Regions from separate parts of the Zea mays genome. Here regions 2, 3 and 4 are each linked to region 1. The links are chromatin contacts, called in public Hi-C maps. All regions are on one chromosome and are shown on one strand. Each heading gives the region's core, a stretch centred on a gene start, on an enhancer-like site or on the middle of the called end of the contact. The rest is flanking DNA. Distances are from core to core; before and after follow the strand shown. Region 1 has its middle 31 kb from the start of LOC100273604. Region 2 holds the start of LOC100278642. Region 3 holds the start of LOC100274072 (pollenless 3). Region 4 holds the start of LOC100277301.

Evidence for each region. Hi-C and Micro-C count contacts between places; a contact is called where the count stands out from the background.
Region 2: a contact with region 1 is called in a Hi-C map of endosperm, with 2.1 times the contacts expected there. The contact joins the promoter of LOC100278642 here to the enhancer-like site in region 1. A contact is called at or near these places in 2 of 25 Hi-C or Micro-C datasets (ear and endosperm).
Region 3: a Hi-C map of endosperm shows a contact between it and region 1, with 3 times the contacts expected there. The contact joins the promoter of LOC100274072 here to the enhancer-like site in region 1. A contact is called at or near these places in 2 of 25 Hi-C or Micro-C datasets (ear and endosperm).
Region 4: a contact with region 1 is called in a Hi-C map of leaf, with 4 times the contacts expected there. The contact joins the promoter of LOC100277301 here to the enhancer-like site in region 1. A contact is called at or near these places in 3 of 25 Hi-C or Micro-C datasets (ear, leaf and tassel).

What each region holds. Positions count from the first base shown.
Region 1 is chr6:168,657,580-168,660,800 of Zm-B73-REFERENCE-NAM-5.0, reverse strand. No RefSeq gene overlaps it. Among protein-coding and RNA genes, the nearest start is that of LOC100273604, 31 kb to the right of the region's middle. Within about 2 kb of position 1,555, at least 17 of the 20 cell types and tissues checked have an H3K27ac peak or open chromatin away from gene starts, as enhancers often do. A contact at or near this core is called in ear, endosperm, leaf and 1 more, where this site is marked.
Region 2 is chr6:168,492,946-168,496,340 of Zm-B73-REFERENCE-NAM-5.0, reverse strand. LOC100278642 reads right to left here and starts at 1,279. Exons shown (of 1, transcript NM_001364470.1): 1 at 719-1,279. The coding sequence starts at 1,175. The coding sequence ends at 993.
Region 3 is chr6:168,859,408-168,862,813 of Zm-B73-REFERENCE-NAM-5.0, reverse strand. It overlaps LOC100274072 (pollenless 3), which reads right to left and starts at 1,295. Exons shown (of 4, transcript NM_001148451.1): 1 at 902-1,295. The coding sequence starts at 1,021.
Region 4 is chr6:168,828,560-168,832,019 of Zm-B73-REFERENCE-NAM-5.0, reverse strand. It overlaps LOC100277301, which reads left to right and starts at 1,524. Exons shown (of 2, transcript NM_001150906.2): 1 at 1,524-1,928; 2 at 2,080-2,499. The coding sequence starts at 1,642. The coding sequence ends at 2,122.

The DNA.
Region 1 (3,221 bases), core at 306-2,805:
TGGCTGGAAAATAAAGGCGTGCACTAGGACCTGGCCATTACGCCCGGATAAAATCAATCTCCTTGTCAGCAGCGCACGCTAAATATGTGACAAATATCCACGACAAAATGTAAGGCAGATCACTACTGATAAAAAGATCTTTGGAAGCATTAAGATTAAGAAGGCATAAATTAAAGCATATGTAGAGGTGGGCGTTCCCTAGCAGTTGGTATGGATCAATTTGCGGATGCCTGATGCCGCTACTCCTCTGTACGTACGTACGTACGCGTATCATCAAATTATTGAGCGAATCAATTATTAATTTCTTTCACTTCCAACATTATTAGCAACAGCTGTACCCGGCACTTGATCCAAAATCATGCTGATGAAGTATCTATTAATATATTCATGTATGACCAAGAGACAATCATAACATATGTATAGTTAGTGTCGATCTATAATCTTTAGTCAAATACTATTTTAGTTAAACGTGATAGATAGATATACTATCTCTTCAAGCTAGCCCACGGCTGTATGCCTGTATCAAAGAATAGCGTATTTGAATCGCTGAACGTGTAATCAAATTGCTGGATTGCAGAAGATTAAGATGATAATAAATGTATAACTATCAAATTCACAGGTAAGATAGATCAATTCCACTGAAGTTTCTTTTTGTTCCCTGGTGTGACTTGCATCCATGGCGGTTCCATGTGGACTGGCCAGGTATATAGCGAGGCTCCAACAGATACATAGAAGTCGCGTCTGCATTGGGCAACGGCGCAGCGGAGCACGGGGAGCCAGACAAAAATAAAAAGTTAGGTCTTCTGTGCAAAGCCACTAGGATTGATTGGACAGACATGGACTGTTTGGTTCAGTTTTTTTTAACTAGCTTTTCTGAGGATCTGGCTGTGAGGAGAATCTGAGTATCAGTAGAATTACGTGTAGAGTAAGATAAAGTTGTCCATATGACTCATAATTTAGAAAGTGACGGATTCCTGTTATTACAACGACTCAACCGATTATATGTTTATGTTGATATTTAGTGGTTTTTATCCAAACAAATTTTACAGAAGCTGACTGAAAAGCTAAACGTTTGACAGTCCACAACAGCTTTTAGTGAACAGAAGCTGCAAAAAGCCGAAAAACACGGGTGCAGTAGACATTAGCCGCCTCAACTGCCATATATGCCGGTGCAGCTTGCTTTCCCATGCGTCCCATTCTCAGGCAACAAAGGGGCATGCCGCGCCACTACTGTTCTCATTTTGAGGTGCCCCGTCTGCCGCCATCGCCTAGATTTCTAAGAAACTGGCAAGCTTCTCCTACACGGGCGACTACAATGCTCCAATCTATCTCTGCACACAGCATACATGTCGAGGCTAGCTTGGACCAAGATATGTTCTTGATACTTTATAAAAGGCGATGCGAAACGTGTGTTGTCTGGTCAGCGCATTAGACACGCCCGAATCTCTGAATCTTCTGGTCCAACTAGTGGGACGGAAAACGTACTGGAACGGTCGAACCACATGTTCTACGCGTCCGTTAGGGTTGGGCTGCTTCTTCATGGGCCAAATAGAAACACGCAGTCTTTTCTCGGCCTAGTACGTGCGGATGCTCGCTTCGACCTAGCCAAAGCAGGCACGACCCATCCAATGCATGCTTCTCGTTTTCTTCTCTTCCGTTTTTTTATTTCTTTTAGGCTAGTTTGCCAACACCATTTTTTAAAAGTATTTTCATTTTTTAAGAAAAATTAGTTCATTTTTTAAGAAGAATCCCATGAAAAAATAGGGTTACTAAACTAGCCCTTAGTGTTTTATTTTATATGTGGTTTTTTTATTCTTCTTGTCATTTATCCTTATCTTCTTTATCTTCCTTTTATTCCTATTTTTATTTTTTTCATTTAAATTTTGTTTTTTCTTATGTTCACACTCATGTTTCAAGATATGTCTTATTGTGACCTTTACCTAGTATGTATGTGATGTTTTATTATGTAATTTGTGATGTTCACATAGCACGAATAAGTTGTTCCATTATTATCTTTGGGTATTACTCATGAGATGTTCTATAGTATATTTAAGGTTCACCTAAAAGTATCCATATTATATTCATTGTGGTTTTTATTACGTTTATTGTTTGTGTTTCATAGTATATTTTATTTTCTTTCCACTTATTTACATTTAACTCTTATTTTATTTTATTTATCCTTCAGAATATTCATTTTATTTCCACTTTTACTTGACTTTTTCCTTCGCATATTTCATTTTTTCTTGTTTGTTTTTATCTATTATGTAGTTTTTTCTATTTTAATTACTATAACTTTATTAGATACATATAATGTCTATGTAGTATACATATGATGTTCTACGATATGTTTTTAGTGTTTATATAGTATAAGTGAGATGTCCCATGATTATGTTCGAGTATTTATATAGTACTTGTGAGATATTATATGATATATTTTAGGTGGTTCAAGTAATATCCATGTGATGTTTTTTGTTTATTTTTTTATTTCTATTTCTTTTATCATTTTATTATGATGTATTATGCACTTTTTTCATCGGCAGTGTTAAGAACGCGTGGCATGTTCTACATCATATTTTAAGTTGTTTAAATTGTACCATATGATGTTCTTTTTTATTTTCTCTATATTTTTTATTTTTATTCTTCATTATTAGCCTACGAATATTCACATGTTTTGTTGGAATTGTGGCCATATAAAAAGTGATCAAGTCTGTAATGATGATATACGTGATGGGTCAGGGATAACACTAATTAAAGAAAAGTTTTTTTAACATCAGTTGAGATGGTCTATACATGTTTAATAAAGACCTCTAGAGACACCAGTACTTAGTGGGATCCTAATGCGCAATAGTAATAAGAGGAGAGAAAGAAAAAGACCGAAGTTCATATAGCAAGAGGCAATAAAATAAAACTTGAAAGGATAACATATTTCTAAAGTTTTAGCCTCAAATAGGATCGAGTACATGAAAAACAGTTATCCATATATTCTATTAACTCTAGCCTCCACGTCAACTTTTTTAGGATACAAACCTTTGTTATTGTTAACAATACCGGTGCCTCTAAGGATGTATTTTTATTTTCAGTATTGGGTTGTTTAACATAACCGTTCTCACAAAATTCTCTTTTAGAGCCGGCTTATTATGACCTACCACTAGAATGAACTGTTCTTATGAGCGAAGCCATAATACTGTTTTTTTACAACCGCTCCTAAAAACTGAATTTGA
Region 2 (3,395 bases), core at 30-2,529, 160 kb after region 1:
AGGTAGCAAACAGAAGTGGCGAGCTACAATGGACATGATGATAAGAAGCCAATATATTGGGCCAATCATGTGTATATAGTGGCGGAGACACACATAGGGCCACTAGGGCTCGGGCCCTACTCTTGGACCAAAAAATTGCTAGGGTCTCAAATATGTTCTGAAGGAATGAGAGAATTCGTATAGTCATATGTGTCTTTATCTATACATTTGCATGATTTAAAATTTTCTAGTTGATATCAATGTTTGTTAGTGTTATATTGGGCTCTACACTTAGAGAAATCCTGGCTCCGCCACTGTGTGTATATGTGAATTAATGGCATGAATAATATATGAGAACTTAACCACTAGCTTTCTGTATTTCAATAATAGGTAGGCAATTTATTTTATCATGTTACCTTGTACAGCAATATGCAATGGGAATCACTCGATTATTGATATCTGCACGTGGTGTCTTGGGTGCTTGCAGGATCGAATGGTGAAGGTACGTGGTGAACCTTGGTTTAAAATTCACATCATACTGTTTTAATACACATGGATTGAAATAGATGCATCATGCATGCACGTCCAAACAAGTTCTTATATGGATTGATTCACCCTCTACTTTCATGACTTCAGTTCTAGCAAATGATGTAATTAACGTTGTTATGAGACGGCTTCGTCAAAAGAAAAATTAAAGGAGATTAGTGAAAAATCTAAGAGTCGAATTGATCCAAGAGTAGTCTTAATCCAATTATTAGCATCTCTCAAACAGTGTAAAATGAAGAACCAAACTGCAGTTCTCTATAGTTTATACATATATCATGTACTAATTACGAGATCCATGGTCACACAATAAAAAAATGAACACGTAATTACAAACCTATACACACCAAAACATGAGAGCGAGAGAGAGAGAAGAAGAAGAATCTGAGCAGGCAAACAATTCGGCTGGGCACAACACACAGAATTTCCGACGGTCAAACACGGTGTCTACGCCTGAATGTTCACGGCGTTCAGAAGAGGTAGCCGAAGACAAGCGCGGTGAAGGACGCAGCGGCAACGGCCGGCGCGGCCATGGACGCGGCGGCGGACGTCGGAGCGGGCGCCGGTCCCTCGGCCGCTGAGGCCGTGCCGACCAGGGACGCGGCGACGGCGGCCGCCACGATGAGGATCCTGAGCTTCAGGGTGGCCGCCATTTGCTCCTCGGTCTTAGTGGAACGACGAGATGTATTGCTTGCGAGTGCAGCGAGAGCAAGCTGTGGAAGCCGTGAGTGTGTGTGTGAAGCTCGTGTTCGCGGATGGAGGGGACGAGATCGCTTGGGGTGGTGTTATATACAGGCAGCGTCACGGCGAGGGCCTCCGTCTGCTCGTCGCATATGCGCAAAAGCAAAGGCAGCGAGGCAGTAGAGGTTAGGTAGGGGAGGCGAGCAACAAGGAGACTGGCTGGAAACCATCTGGCATTTCTGCAGTGACGATTAGCTCGTGGCCGCCCGCCTTTTCTTGACAATTCATGGCCGGTTTGGTTGGCTGCTTCGCTGGTGTTGCGTGATGCATCATCGTTCACTGGCCCTTAACTGATTGCCTTGCATTGCCTGGATTAAAAATTAAAATACGAGTGCTGTTGCGGAAGGAGAGTAGCCTGGCTGGCCGGCCGGCTAGCTGTTGCTGACGGGTTGGGTCCCCATTTGTACTTCCCGTGGTGGTGTTTGATCTGTCTTTAGTACTTTGGCCTTGCGATTAGCTGGTTCTCTCTGTAGATAGCCGCGCACAGGTGCTAACAGCCCGCATCCAGTAGCCCACACTACCGGACACAGCCGCGCCCAGGATTCACCGTCCGCACGGCAGGACGCGTGTCATTCACCAGTTCGGTGCGCTCCCGCGACGGCCTCCTCCAATCCGGCGGCTTTGGGGGCATCCTCCGGGACGAACTCACCTGATTCATGTTTATGACTTCCATGATTATTTTTTATGCCAACCACTGCACTTTTTTCGTATGTCATTTAAGGATTTTATGATGATGAATATAATGTTTCTCACTAGGCTTGGTATTTTTTACGGTAATAACATTAATGTTATATTTTCCACTATTTTACGTTCAAACTTGATGATTTTTACAATCATAAATACAACGTATCTAAGTTATCAACATCTCTCACGTTGGCTTGGTATGTATTTTACGCTTAAACCTGGAGTGCGATCACCAGTGAAACGCGTGTATATATTTTTCATGGTATCCATAACTGCCATAAAAAATGAAACCCCCCTAATCAATCTCTTGATTTATGGTGGTTACATGGGTGTGTAAGATTGTTGGTTGGTAGTGAACTAATATTTACGTTGTATTCAAACACTATTTTATGCTTAAGAATTTTACGCTCGAACCTAGAGTACGCTCACTAGCGAAACGCATGGATATTTTTCCTATGCAGATCAAAAAAGGAATCACGTGATTTATGGTGTCTAGAACTGCCATAAAAAATCAAATCCCCTAATCAACTCATCTAATTAAATCCATTAATCAACTCTCTAATCAATCCCTTGATTTATGTTGGTTGCATGGGCGTGGAGGACTATTGGTTGGTAGTGAACCACATGAATACAACACGTCATAGTTATCAATGTCTCTCATGTTGGGTTGGTATTTACGGTCAAATTGAGGATTTTTACAATCAAAACTGCAGAATTTAACGCTCGAACTGAGAATGCGTCACTAGCGTCCTATATGCATATTTTCTGCATGCATAACAAAAGGGAATCTCGTGATTTATGGTGTTCATAACTGTCATGAAAAAATCATCTCGTTGAGCATTGTAACAACATTTACTCTTATTTGACATAATTTACGCTACAAATTAAAGATTTTTACGCTCAAATCTGGGTTGTGTCCACATAACGTTCCGCATGCAAATTTATCGAATGCACAACAATTTTTGGATCTACCATAATTTTTGGACCTGCCATAATTTTCGGATCTAAAACTGCACATGCAATAAAAATCTGAAATCGCATGCACGTCTCGGGGATGATTGTACCTTTCATAAAATAGGACCCGCATGTGAGGTGACGGAAAATAGGATTTTATGCTACGTGTGGCACTATTCTACGCTCAAACATGAGGATTTTACGCTCAAATCTGGCATCGCATCCATAACTGTCATAAAAACATATCCCTAAAATAATACCCTCGAGTGATCTAGACGTGGGGTGTGGGGTGGGCAGTACGGTTGTGGGTCGTGGAGGCAGGAAGCCGACCAGGGCTTCTTGTAACTATTTGAAGCCCTAGACTCCAAATGACCACACCCATATATATATAACATATGAATCGCAGAGTTTTGTTGATTATAATTTTGTTCAAAAAAGTTGACGTATTTTCTAAAATATCAAATTATACGAATTTTAACTATAGTTGTCAGTTG
Region 3 (3,406 bases), core at 46-2,545, 200 kb before region 1:
TGAAAAAAATACTATACAAATTAGGCTTAAGAAAACTCTAAAAAAGCAGCGATGAAGATAGGGGTCATGATTCAAATGTTTCTTCACAATTTGTTTGAGCCCTAATTTTAGTTAAAAAAATGAATAGAAATAGAGTCTGATCCTAATCTGATCTAATCCTTAAAATTTGTAGTGTAAAATTTAAAGCTTATTACAACCTCTAGATGAAGACCGTTACCTGGAATCGAATAAAATCTTGTATAGTAAGCATAAATGAAGCTGTCACAGTTAAGTGTTTAAGTACTTAATTTTAATAATTAGTCATGAATCACAACATTTAATGGATCTCGACCCAGTAAATAACTTATACTCCTACCCGTTTCAGACAACCATGTACTCGTGGACGCCCAATATGGAAGTAGTACAATAGAGTGGGTCAATAAACAGCGTATCTAAAAGCATAGAACCGGATATAAAGAACTATCACAGTCAATATCCACATACTATAAAGTAAAAGGCAATCCAGCCGTAAAGTTCCAAATACACGATGTCAGGTTTCTACTGACGAACGAAACAAAGACGCTAAAATATTTGAATATCATGATCATGAAGACATTTTACTTGTATGATTTGCCAAGAAAAAGGGCGTACTAACTCATGAGGTTGTTCATGCCTACAACAGCGTCTGGTGCAAAGGTGGTTAGATGGATCGCCGTGTAGAGCACTGAGCACTCAAGGAAGCACCTTAACGCACTTGCTTTGATGCAAAACATAAATGGGTTTAGGAGTATATAGATGAGCTAACAGTAACGCCAGGGCTGCTGCTATGCCGATATATACAGTATATTGCTATTACGATCTAGAGGAGTCAAAGAAAAAGGAAGCAGGGACAATTGGCGAGAAGAGCAGGAAGGACTGTAACCTGGAGGTGCTTGGCTACGACGTACGGGCTGTCGCCGGCGGGCACCTTGTGGACGACATGGAATAGATCCTTCTTGTCCGCGCCGCCGGCAGCACCAAATCTCCTCTTCGAAGAAGCCATGGTGGTGGTGGCTAGCTGAGGTCCGAATGGGGACGGGGTCGGCTCCGCGAGAGACGAGGGGGGGCGATGAGAACGAGCAGCGCCCGCTGATATGCGGTTTCTTTTCGCGGTTTGCGGGATCTGGGGGCAACGAAGAGGGGGACGGGAGGAAGATGAGGGGGCCGGAGTGAACCTGGACGGGAGGGCGTCCAGATTCCGGAGACGGGGTTGGATGGGGACATGGCGCCCATCCAGCTGAGCCGCTGAGGCAGGTGGGGTGACGTGTGATGATCCGAGGCCGGGTGCAACGACGTGCTTGCGGCGCCTAGAGGTTGATGGCAGGGGAGAACTGACCTGAACTGGTGATGCTCAGAACGAGATGGTTAATTATTCCGCTTACACCAGCACTGAACACGTCCAAATGTGGAATTGATCTGTTTACAATTTAATACCTCCGGCTATGGTTAACCATAGTTTAGGCATCAAAGTTGACTTCTGATTAGCTATTATTGGTCATTTAGTTATGATCAAAGGTGTTAGTTTTCTTCCATAATTCTTTTGCGTATTTCTTTTATAAGGATACTACTAGTATTTGTTTGCAATACAAAATTTCAAACCTACCCTTAACTTTAATCATGATGTTTGAGTTGTCCTTTTGTATTTCTTTCTATACATACTTTTCTACTCTATCCATTCTAAAATTTTAAAAATATTTTAGCTTTTCTAGATATATTATTTTACTATATATTTAAATATAGTGTATATTTAAGTGCATGACAAAAACTATGTATCTTAAAAATTTAAAATATCTTATAACTCAAAATTGAATAAGTCTCTATTATCTACCATATATAAAATATCAGTTTCAACGGTCTCGTCATACGTCACAATTTCTACTTAATGCAAAATGGTTACTGGCTCCATATTCAGACTCACATAACCAATATATCTTATTAAAGGCAATTCATATAATATATAGAAACCGTACCAAGTCCTGGCTATGTTTTCTTCATATAATATACATGGCCGAGCTTGAAGTTGAATACATGTGCAAAACCGTAATACAACCATGCCTGTAAATTCTATTTTCCGGCCTTGCAACTTCTAGCTATGATTTCTAGTTCTAGCAAACCTTTCATATATCCAATACTTATTTGGTTTTCATCTAATATGTCCTCTCCATATATGTTAAATCTACATGAGGCTTCTAAGTTCCAAAAAAAGTTTTTTCAACTCAACTTCGTATTTTTAAAATACTAAAGCCGTTTTCGTACGTTGCAATAGAAAAAACCATAATAGTTGAAGTTTGAACTTGTGTTATATTATTGCCAAAATTCATTCTTTGGCCAAATCGTTTGCAACATTTTATTTGTAGCCAATCGACACTTGAGTCGCAACATTGGATGGTCAAACAGTGACCAGGTCATTGGTTCAATACAAATCGGGGAAGTGGAGGCGCTTTTAGTATGGCCTAGGATGATGAAGGTCTACACGGTCGAAGAATTCATCTAGGGGTGCTCAATCGGTGGGATGTTTCATTTTGTTGGGTAGTTGACTAGAGGGACGATTCAATGCATTTCACTGTAAGTTTGTCTAGCACTTTATTTATTATCATAATTCCATGTCATCCGCCGGGTGCAATTTCATAATTTTCTATATCATCATCGACAATGGCATAGAAGGGATTGATATATGTAATTGTCTTACGTCACCGACGATAACATAGGAGGGTAATAAATTGCATCCAAATAGCATAGAAGCGATGAGAACACTTGCACTGACAAATAAAGTACCAGACAAAACTACAATTTCCCTTGTCTAGAGGGGTGTTGTTTGGAGACGTCAATGGGGTGCAAAAAATGCTGTGAACGGTGGGAGTTCTGTCATGATGGGTAACCTACAGTTAGAAATTTAGTTATTTTCATGTTTAATTTAAATTCAAAAAAGTATAACAGGTTTATGACAATATGTATATGCATGTGTGAAATACTACTATTTACAACAGTAGATACTGTGCACATGAAAATTGTGCTAATCATAATAGAAACTATAATAGATTTAAGTAGTGTGGCACACAAGGGGCCGGGGAAGGTAAAAATCTAAACTGATGGCAATGAAGAGGCTCCAGAGAATAATTTAAATTGATGGCAACTAAAAGATCTCTAATATTTTTGAATGGCATAGAAAGGATGACCATATATTTTTATAGCACGGTAGGCATTTTCTAGTTTTGATACAAAACATTTTGCATGGTGATCTGCTTGATATCAATAAAGATGTTTTTTTTAAAAAAAATAAAAGGTTGGGGCCTATTGTCAAAAGGACAGAGGGTATGAGTATAATACGGATATGCTGAATATCTGTTCTTTTTACAAAAGATTGGCCGGTATAACCACCATCATCATC
Region 4 (3,460 bases), core at 275-2,774, 170 kb before region 1:
TGTCGCCGTACGTTATTCTGTGGCGAGCCGTTCCTAGCTGCGGTTCTTTCATATCACTAATAACTAGTGGGATAGTTATATAGTGTGTCCATATTTGTATTTTATGAAGACAGAATAGACCGGACTGAACGCCCATCAGGTCACCACTAGTGGTGGTAGTTGCTAGTGGGTGTACTCGACCATATATCTATGCCACTATATAATCTACCACTTTAAAATCTGAAAACCCACCCAGCAAAGTCACCATCACACCCATAACCTCCACACTAAATCCACAAAACAAAATGCAACCAGACTTAACACACCATCAAAACCAACAGTTCAGATCGCTAGATAAAACACTCTCTCTTATTCACTCAAACCCAATAAACAATATTATTTGGATCATCCTTAATCCCTCTCCCCCTGTGCCACGTCGTCGCTAGCCTCCTCTTGTCCTTGTCACCTCCTCCCCTCAGTAACGCCGTCATCAACCTCTCCCCTCGCGTTGCCTTCGTCGTTGTTAACCCTCCTCGCTGATATCGTTGCATTAGCATGGGTTATATGCTAATATATATAGTGAAAGAAGATGAATAAAGAAGAACATGCGGAAGATGTATAAATGGAGCACAAATAATTTGTGCCATTGGATCATACATCGAACGGCCCGTCCAAACAAAACACCAATTCCCTCATATCATGACATTTTGCTTTTTTTTTTGGTAACCGCAGGATGATGGAAATGGAGTGTGGCAACGATCTCGCACTCTGATTTGAATCACTGCACGAAACTCGACAAGAATCTATAGGCGCCGCCCGGCGCCGGGGTAGCTCGCCATGTGGGCACACCGCACACGCAGGATAGGCCCGCATGAGAGGAGGGAGAGTCCGCACGGCCATCTTCTCTCTAGTCTCGAACGACAAATAAACAAGCGAAGCGAAGGAGGCATGTCCAGTCCAGGGGCCCCCGCCACCGCCAGCTTCCAAAGGGAGCGAGGACTGAGCAGAGCAGCTCGGACGGAACGCCGAAGCAGCTGGAGCTGGTCACTCACGCACGTCGCGAAGGCAGCTCTCACCTGACCCAGCCCATGCGTGGTCCTACAAAAGCGCGGCAGATTTGCTTTGAACTCGCAAAGACAAAGAGGAAAAGAGCAAAGCTATCAGGAAGCAGCAGAGGTGGATGGAGAGAGAGAGAGAGAAAGAAAGATAGACTAAAGAAGCGCCAAGAGCAAGGAAAGCGAAGCGGGCAAAGCGGCGAGCAACGAAAGAAGAGAAGCGAGGTACAAGAAGGAGATAAGAATGTTTACAAAACCAACGAGCAGGCCGGATCCGATCCATGTCATGTCGCAGATACCCCACGCCACGCGCTGTTGTGCATGTCTTCCTCCGATCCCCGCCCCCGGGATCATTGATCGCCAGCTGCATGCGTTGGCATCCTTCCTTCGTCATCATGCTGCTCTGAGTCTGCTCCCCTCTGCTTTCTTTTTCCCTTCTCTGCGCCACCGGCTTCACCATATAGCTCGGAGAGCTCAGCCCTGGCTGTTAGTGCCTCTGCTTCATCGTGCGAGCGAGGGCATTTGGATTCGGATTCGAGGCGGTGCACTGAAGTGCCTAGCTAGTGCAGGGAGAAGCAGCAAAGCTCTCTCTCTCTCTCTCCCTTATATGGGAGCAAGGCCGGACGGGGCGCCGGGGGCTGTGGAGTGCTGCGGCCGCAGGCTGGTACGACTGCTAGCCTTCCTCTTCCTGGTCTGCGCTTGCCTCGTGATGGCCGCCATGGTGGCGACGACGGACGGCGGAGCGAGCTTAGCAGGGCCGTCGTCGAACAGCGCTGCGTCGTCCGCCACGAAGACGGGCGGCTCGCCGGCGTGGCGTTCAGGCGGGACGGCCGCAGACGCGTTCCGGAGCAGCGAGAGGAGGATCCCCAAGGGGCCCGACCCGATTCACAACAGGTACGTTGGGAGCTAGTTAGTGCGCTGCCTGCACTGCACTGCACTGCACTGCACTGCATGCAGGCGTGTCCTCCCTGTCCTGCGGCTCGAACACCTGCAGTGCAGATGCTCACCTTCGTTGGGATTTGGGAACGTGCTGTGCTGCCTGCAGGCGTGCCGGGAAGACGACGACCGCGCCGCGCCGGAGAGACTAGCTAGCCGGAGGCCGGCCGGGGGCGGCGGCGGCGGCGGCAACAGAAGCTACCACTGCCGGTGCTCATCGTCCTGCACCTGAAGCAGCAGCAGCAGCTGATCTGATCGACATACAGTTCGTGTTCGGCAGCTAGCCCCTAGCCATGCTCGGAGAGGTTTAATTAATTACGCAGCGGACTCCTTCGATGGGGGTGGATTTTTGGTGATCATTCTGGGGGTATGTATAAACCTGCAACCTACCCTTGCAAGGATTAGTTTTTCTTCTTCTGTTTTTCTTCTTTCAAGTTTCACCGAGGTGGAGTGGAGGTTGACCGACATTCTGTTCTTCCCGCATATTCTTGTGAGATTTTGATTCCAATCAGTGTCTATCAATTCAATTTCGATCTCCCTCTCTGTAACCACATGTCGTGTGGCGTGCGTGCGTGTAAAAAATCGAGAAAACCGAGCCTGCCCTGTCCGGGCTTCAGCTTGTTTGTTCTAGCTAGCTCGATCTAGCGGAAACGACTGCCGTACCCTTTCTGTTTATTTTTAGTTGTCGCTGGATAGTGGAAAATTGAACTATCTAGCGACAACTAAGAAGAAACATATGAAGTATAAGTGAGACGTGTAAGCGAGTCTTCTGAATATTTAAATTATAATCTAATTAATTCCTTCACCACCAGCTTGTATACCTTTTATAAAAAAATCTCTAACAAAAACTACAATTACACTTTCGGTTAGATCTTGTTCTAAAGATTAAGAAAGCTCGCTTGCACGTGTTTCTATGTAAGACTTGCTTGCATAGCCGTCGTTTCCAGCTTAGCATGATGTACTCCTACTCAAGTGACAAGTGAGTGCCATGATATGGTGATTCATTGCGCGCTCTGTGCAACAGTAAACCATGCTTTTTTTTTATTTGTGGTTCCAATCATGCGTGTGGTCGCTCGCATGGCATATATACTGGCGAAAGCGAAAGAGGCGGCGGTAGATGCTAAATTAAAGCAAGCATCGGTGCGCACGGCCTTGTGTGTTGCGCGTGTGCCGTACGTCAGTCAGTACGTGCTTCCTCCCCCCGCTTTTTTACTTCTTTTGTTGCAGCTGCACTGCAGGCAGGCTACTATACTCCCGTTTTTTTGTTTTTTTTTCTCTCCAAGTGTTCGATCGAGGAGAAAGATCGAAAAGAGATGAACACAGACCGTCAAGCGTCGATTCCCGTCCCGGATGACGGGACGAGTTCGAAGCAGACACCTTGTGGGTCGGCTGAGACTAAAACAGTACTGCACCGTACCGGTCATTACAGTTTCTACATATTACAATAGATACACATTGTTTAAATGAATAGTTATTAAAACACGAGTTTG